Regions from separate parts of the Mus musculus genome. Here region 1 is linked to region 2. A link is a contact called in public HiChIP or PLAC-seq data. All regions are on one chromosome and are shown on one strand. Each heading gives the region's core, a stretch centred on a gene start, on an enhancer-like site or on the middle of the called end of the contact. The rest is flanking DNA. Distances are from core to core; before and after follow the strand shown.

What was found. HiChIP or PLAC-seq counts read pairs in DNA pulled down with a chosen protein or histone mark.
Region 1: an H3K4me3 HiChIP or PLAC-seq map of bone marrow-derived macrophages shows a contact between it and region 2, with 2.3 times the contacts expected there. The contact joins the promoter of I920046F24Rik here to the enhancer-like site in region 2. A contact is called at or near these places in 3 of 39 promoter capture datasets (embryonic stem cells and macrophages), 1 of 15 datasets of contacts at CTCF or cohesin (CD8 T cells), 5 of 484 Hi-C or Micro-C datasets (Th1 cells, centroblasts, centrocytes and 2 more), 10 of 115 datasets of contacts at active chromatin or transcription factors (CD8 T cells, bone marrow-derived dendritic cells, bone marrow-derived macrophages and 5 more) and 1 of 9 other capture datasets (adipose tissue).

What each region holds. Positions count from the first base shown.
Region 1 is chr12:3,363,863-3,367,183 of GRCm38.p6, forward strand. I920046F24Rik (RIKEN cDNA I920046F24 gene) reads right to left here and starts at 1,711. Exons shown (of 1, transcript NR_164312.1): 1 at 1-1,711. Kif3c (kinesin family member 3C) reads left to right here and starts at 1,270. Exons shown (of 8, transcript NM_008445.2): 1 at 1,270-3,321. The coding sequence starts at 2,119.
Region 2 is chr12:3,281,655-3,285,314 of GRCm38.p6, forward strand. The region is part of intron 1 of Rab10 (RAB10, member RAS oncogene family); the gene reads right to left. Among named protein-coding and RNA genes, the nearest start is that of Rab10, 26 kb to the right of the region's middle. Within about 2 kb of position 1,552, at least 74 of the 459 cell types and tissues checked have an H3K27ac peak or open chromatin away from gene starts, as enhancers often do. A contact at or near this core is called in CD8 T cells, Th1 cells, adipose tissue and 4 more, where this site is marked.

The sequences.
Region 1 (3,321 bases), core at 461-2,960, 82 kb after region 2:
ATAAAATAAATAAATAAATCTTTTTAAAAATTTATCTACTTTTACTTATATGAGTACACTGTAGCTGTCTTCAGACACACCAGAAGAGGGCATCAGATCTCATTACGGATGGTTGTGAGCTACCATGTGGTTGCTGGGAATGGAACTCAGGTCCTTCAGAAGAGCAGTCAGTGCTCTTAACCACTGAGCCATCTCTCCAGCCCTAGAGTTTCTGATTTAATTTGCTTCTCTGTTGCTGTAATAAAACACTGCCCGCCAAGAGTAACTGGGGGAGGAGAGGGTTTATTTGCGCTGCAGGGTTCCGGCATCAGGACCTCAAGGCAGGAGCTTGAAGTAGCAATCATGGAGAGACATTATTTACTGGCTGGCTTCCAGACTTGCATTCTGCTATCTTTCTTATACAACCCATTACTACCTGCCCAGGGGATCACCTCCCACAGTGGGTTGGGCTCTCGCCTCCATCAATTAGCTATCAAGAATATACCCCACAGACCAATCAGATGCAGGCAATTCCTCAGTCGAGATTTCCTTTTCCCAGACATCTCTAGATTGTGTTGACAAAAATTAACCAGCACAGCTTCACAGATGATGAAATGCTTGTGCTGCCCAAGTGGCAGAGCAGTAGAGGAAGGACTGTAACAGGATCTCTGGGCAAAGGCACAAGGGTGCAACTGTCATTTCTATTACAGCCTGTTGTCTCCTTAAGAAGGGTTCGGCGCCTAGAATAGTGCCAGGGCTCCACGTGAGCTAGAAAAGTGTGTCAGCATGGTTTTTAGGAGTATAGACTGGATCAGAGTAGTGGAGGTAGGCTGAGAGGTCAGAAGATGGACAGGCCTTCCTAAGGTCATGGAGAAGTAGTTGGAGCCAGAGGCCATGTACAGACACAAGAGGTGGAATCAGTTAACTGTGCTTCCCGCAGAGCGTTAAAAGGAAGGCCAGGAGTAAACCAGACTAGGGAGAGAAAACACAGAGCCCAATAATGTTTAGGAGTTTAAGCTCTAGGAGGCCTGGTGACACCCTGAGAAATGGAGGACAGTGACATGTGCCCATCTGCAAGCAAAATGGTTGGAGCAGTGAGAAACCGAGAATGGCGGTTGCCGAGAGAACACGCGTGGGTAGTGCAGCCTCAGCAGACACACTCAGGGGTTGCATGTGGGAGGAGGGGCTCCCAGACTTGAGGACTGGAGAAAGCATTAGCAACCTGACAGAACCGGGTTAACAAAGGAAGGACTACATCTCCCAGCATGCTCGGGTTCGGTGGGGTGACGGCTGGCGGTGGCTGCGCCGCATCCGACTGGTGGGCGCGGGACCTGGGTGGGCACCGGAGCCTGTCATCCCTGAGGGGTCCGTGGGGTGCGGGCGGCGATGCACCGCTGTCCCTCGCCCAAGGGCCGCGCCGGGCTCTTGTTCCCCGCCCCGCGGCCCCGCCCCTTGCCCCACCCCAGACGGGAGACCTAACCCGGGCCGCAGCGCAGCGGCCGCAGCAACATCACTCTCACCGCCGCTGTTCCGCCCCATCCTTTTCTGTTTTTCTCTCATTCTCCGGTGGCGGCGGCGGGGAAGGCGAAGGAGAGGCAACAGCAGCCAGCCTTGGCTGCAATGAATGATCCTCCACCCGGAGGGGAGGACTCCAGGTGAGCCTCTGACCTCGGGAGGATCGGGACCCTCCGAGCCGCCCAGGACTCGCATCCCCCGCCATGGATCCCTAGGGGAAGGGAAAAAGGAGGAGGAAAAGACAGCTCTGCCGCCCACCCCCATCTCATTTTCCTCTTCCTTTATCTCATTGTTGCCGAAGCTGTAGCCGTAGCGCTCACTCTTGCTCCAGCATGGGGTGGATTCCAGGCACTACCCTTCGGCAGGAGCAGCTTGCGCGGTAACCTAGGGATTCTGCCTAATTCTACCTCTCCAGACTGTGCACAGAAAGCCGCGGAGAGCTGTGGAGGCCTGGACTGCAGCAGTCTCGGGGCCAACTCCCTGCATCCCCACCCTGGTAGGCTGCATGCGGATTGAAGAGAGGTGCCTGAGGGCTGGGCCAGCCCGACTGATCCCGACCTAGGAGTAGGGCAGAAGGACCGCCCAGGCTGCAGAGCGGCCCACCTGGAAGGACAGAGGTGCAAGATGGCCAGTAAGACCAAGGCCAGCGAGGCCCTGAAGGTGGTGGCCCGGTGCCGCCCCCTCAGTAGGAAGGAGGAGGCTGCTGGTCATGAGCAGATTCTGACCATGGACGTGAAACTGGGCCAGGTGACTCTGCGAAACCCCCGCGCGGCACCCGGGGAGCTGCCCAAGACCTTCACTTTTGATGCTGTGTATGATGCTAGCTCCAAGCAGGCCGACCTGTATGACGAAACGGTGAGGCCCCTGATAGACTCAGTGCTTCAGGGTTTCAACGGCACCGTATTTGCCTATGGCCAGACTGGCACTGGCAAGACCTACACCATGCAGGGGACCTGGGTGGAGCCAGAGCTCCGCGGGGTTATCCCGAATGCCTTTGAGCACATCTTCACCCACATCTCCCGCTCCCAGAACCAGCAGTACCTGGTTCGTGCTTCCTACTTGGAGATCTACCAGGAGGAGATCCGAGACCTGCTATCCAAGGAGCCAGGCAAGAGGCTAGAGCTGAAGGAGAATCCTGAAACAGGGGTCTACATCAAGGACCTCTCTTCCTTTGTCACCAAGAATGTCAAGGAGATTGAGCATGTGATGAACCTGGGGAACCAAGCCCGAGCAGTGGGCAGCACCCACATGAATGAGGTCAGCTCTCGGTCCCATGCCATCTTTGTTATCACAGTGGAGTGCAGTGAGCGTGGCTCTGATGGCCAGGATCATATCCGAGTAGGCAAGCTCAACCTGGTAGACCTGGCCGGCAGTGAGAGACAGAACAAGGCTGGTCCCAACGCAGCTGGAGGGCCAGCCACACAGCCAACAGCTGGTGGTGGGAGTGGAAGTGGCAGCGCTAGTGGTTCTGCCAGCAGCGGAGAGAGGCCTAAGGAAGCTTCTAAAATCAATCTCTCGCTGTCCGCCCTGGGCAATGTGATTGCTGCTCTGGCTGGCAACAGGAGCACCCACATCCCCTACCGGGACTCCAAGCTAACCCGGCTGCTCCAAGACTCACTGGGGGGCAATGCCAAGACCATCATGGTGGCCACACTGGGTCCAGCTTCTCACAGCTACGACGAGAGCCTCTCTACCCTGCGCTTTGCCAACCGAGCCAAGAACATCAAGAACAAACCGCGGGTGAACGAGGACCCCAAGGACACACTGCTGAGGGAATTCCAGGAAGAGATCGCTCGCTTGAAGGCCCAGCTGGAGAAGAAGGGGATG
Region 2 (3,660 bases), core at 302-2,801:
TGCATGAACATACTACAGACATACATACAGGCAATTTAATAAAATTAAATAACATTATCCAAAATAAAAGTAAAACTTAGTGAGAAAAGTGGCATGATGTTAAGGTTTTGTAACACTGATGTTACCTTGACAGACAGCGAGCAAGTTTTAAGTGCTTCCCCATTCAGTTTACTACAATGGATGTAGCATATAAAGAATATAAAGACATCCATCAATGGAATCCATTATATAAACAAACTCAAAGACAAAAATCACATCATCATCTCATTAGATGCTGAGAAAGCATTTGACAAAATCCAACACCCCTTCGTGATAAAAGTCATGGAAAGATCAGGAATTCAAGGCCCATATCTAAACATAAAAAAGCAATATACAGCAAACCAGTAGCTAACATCAAACTAAATGTCTCTATTTAGTTTAAACTCAAAGCAATTTTAAAAAAAAAAGAATATAAAGACAGAGAAAAAAATCAACTTGTATAAAGACATATAATATATATCTGGAAACTTTGTGTTTAGATAATTCTGTTCTTCTTAGCACTATAAAAATAAACCAGGTTGACTTCCAGTTCGAGTAATATACCCTCAGATATAGCCTTAGTCTGAGTACTGAACCACTATGCCCAGTACTAATTTCTTTTTCTGTAAAAGGTTTATTTCTTTATTATATATACATTATTATGCCTGCATATATGACTGCACACCAGAAGAGGGCATCAGACCTCATTACAGATGATTGTGAGCCACCATGTGGTTGCTGGGAATTGAACTCAGAATTTCTGGAAGAACAGCCAGTGCTCTTAACCTCTGAGCCATCACTTCAGCCCCATAATTTGTTAAAGATAGTTGTAAACTGGAATCTGAAGCCCTATTGCTGAACTTTATAATACTACACTGAAATCCATTAGTTATTTCACACTTTCAATAGGTCTTCTTGACACATGAGATTCTTAATGTCATGTACTGGCCATTTGGAATTACTGGTTTGAGTTACAAGTTCCTTAAAATGCTGACATACTTCATTATGTAATATGAAAAAAGCCACGTTTTCATCACTGTGGAACTGACCAGATATTTGCTTTTTGTTTCAAACAGTGTCTCTGAAGTTAAGCTGGCCTTGAAGGAACTTACAGTAGTCCTCCAGTCTCTACCTCACGAAGTGTTAGATTACAGGCATGAGCCCCCATGCAAGGAAGAAGAAAATTGAAGTATAGGAAAATATGCCACAGAGAATCACACAAGATTTCCAAAACTGTAAAGTATGAGTTTTATCAGCAGCAGCAAATACTGTCACTTGATTCATTTGTGAAAGTATCCACCAAGTCCTCAAGTCTGAAAAACCATTGTTTAAAAATAAAAAATAAAAGGGCTAATTGCAACTATCTCAAAGGTGCTTGTCCTTGGAAGAAGTTCTACTGTCTCACAATGAGGCAGCTGTTTCATAATGACTCCCCACGTACTCACACAAAAACAGGCACACAAAGGTCAAGGCTTACCACAACTCATTTTTTTCTGGGTTTTGTTTTGAGGGACAGCACATTTTTGCAACCTAGCATTGGCTGACCTAGTACTTGTTGCTTTGTAACACACAGGCTGATTGCTGGCTGGCCTAGAACTCCATGCCTCAGCCTCTAAGTGCTGGAATTACAGGATATGCTACCATTTTAGGGACATTCTTTGGGGTGCAGGGCAGTAAAGATAAGGACATTTAGAAGTAGTCAAACTAAACCTAAATGTTTCCAGTTCCGAAGTTTTCTATCACCACACTCAAGACCTGGCTATGATACACTTATATTATCAATGCATGTCACTAAGCTGCTTCTTTGGGCCTTCCTGTAAAAAGGCAATGGTTAACTTTTCAGAGATCAAAAGAAGAAAAGAAACAGTACTCCAAAAATTTCTAACAAACAAAATCAAATTCAAGAAGAAATAATCCTTGAGGCTCAACATAATACAAACTTGATTACATGATTATAAAAGTTTATATACCTGTGTAAAAATGAGCCAAAACCATATAAAATTAGATTTCTTCTTCAAATACCTGATTCTTGCCCCACTATTCTCTACTGCACTCTCAAACCTACATTGTGTAGCAAGCTCTCATCACAGAAAAGCAAAGGTGCATCCTTTATGTATTGTTGAAAATTCAGGAGACCATGAAGGCTAGATCCCATGATAAAGCCAAGGATGGAAAATTTCAAATCTAAAGAGTTCCAGAAAAAAAAATATATATATAGCTGTCCAGTATAGTTCAATGTAATAGGCGATGCAAAGTAAGGCTAAGACTGCCATTCAGCTTTCTCAAACCAAGATATTTACCAAAAATATCTGACCAGGCTAAGTATGGTGACTCATGCCTGTAATCTGTAATCCCAGCACTCATTCAGGAGGTTAAGACCTAAACCACATAGAACGTTTCAGGCTAACAAGACCTTGTCTCAAAAACCGAAAACAAAGTCAGGCACAGTGGTTCTCATCTGTGACCCCAGTACTTGAGAAATGGAGGAGGAGGAGCTCAAGATAACCCTCAGCTACACAGCCGAATTTGAGGCTAGCCTGGTCTATATGAGACTGTCTTGAAAACAAAAAACAGAAATCTGAGCAATTAAGGACATGTTATTGTTGCTGGAGACTGGGAAGTGAACCCAGACCCTTACAGGTGCTAGATGGGTACTCTATCTGCTATATCTCAGGCCTGTTTTATTACTTTCTTTTTGAGACAGATCTCCCTGAGTTCCTCAGACAGGCAGTGAACTGATACATAACCCAAAGTTTGGACTTGAGATCATCCAGTCTGAACTTTCCAAGTAGCTGGGATTAAAGGTATCTTCAACCATGACTGGATAGCTGAGATTTTTTTTTTTTTTTATGCCTTGCTATTATTCTCTAGCTATGCGTCAGTCTTAAATTAATACTCTTTTTCAATTCTGTAGGGGTTGGAGAGATGACTCAGAGGTTAAGAGTACATACTGTTCTCCCAGAGAACTTAACTCAAGTTCAGTTCCCAGCACTCATATCAGGCAGTTTACAACCTTCTCCTCTAACTCCAGCCCCAAAGGCTCCAAAGGCTCCAAAGGCTCTGGCCTCCACAAGCACCTGCAGATACTCACACTCATACATGGACACATATGTACCCCTGCCACACACAACTTAAAATAAAATTAGGGCCACAGACACGGCTAAACCATTAGGAACATGTACTATTCTTGCTGAGGAACTGTTCAGTTCAGTTCCCTGTACTCATGTCAGGTGACTGACAACTGCTTGTAAATCCAACTCCAGGGATCTGCACACACACACACATACACACACACACTTAAAACTAATAAATCTTATGCATTAAAAAAATAACTTTAATTAGAAAGGAAGAAATGGGGTTGGAAAGATGGCTCAGGTTTGCTCTTCCAGATAATCCAGGATCAATTCACAGTATCCTCATAGCAGCTCACACCTGTCTGTAAACTGTAATTCCAGGGCTCACACTCTCACAAGCATACATGGAGGCAAAACACCAATGAATATAAAATAAAAATTATATTAAAAAATGAAAAGTAATCAGCCTGGCATGGTGGTACATGCCTTTAATCCCAGCACTCAGAGGCGGCAAAGGCAGGAAGATCTCTCTATGTGTTGAAGGTCAGCCAGGTCTACAGAGGGAGTT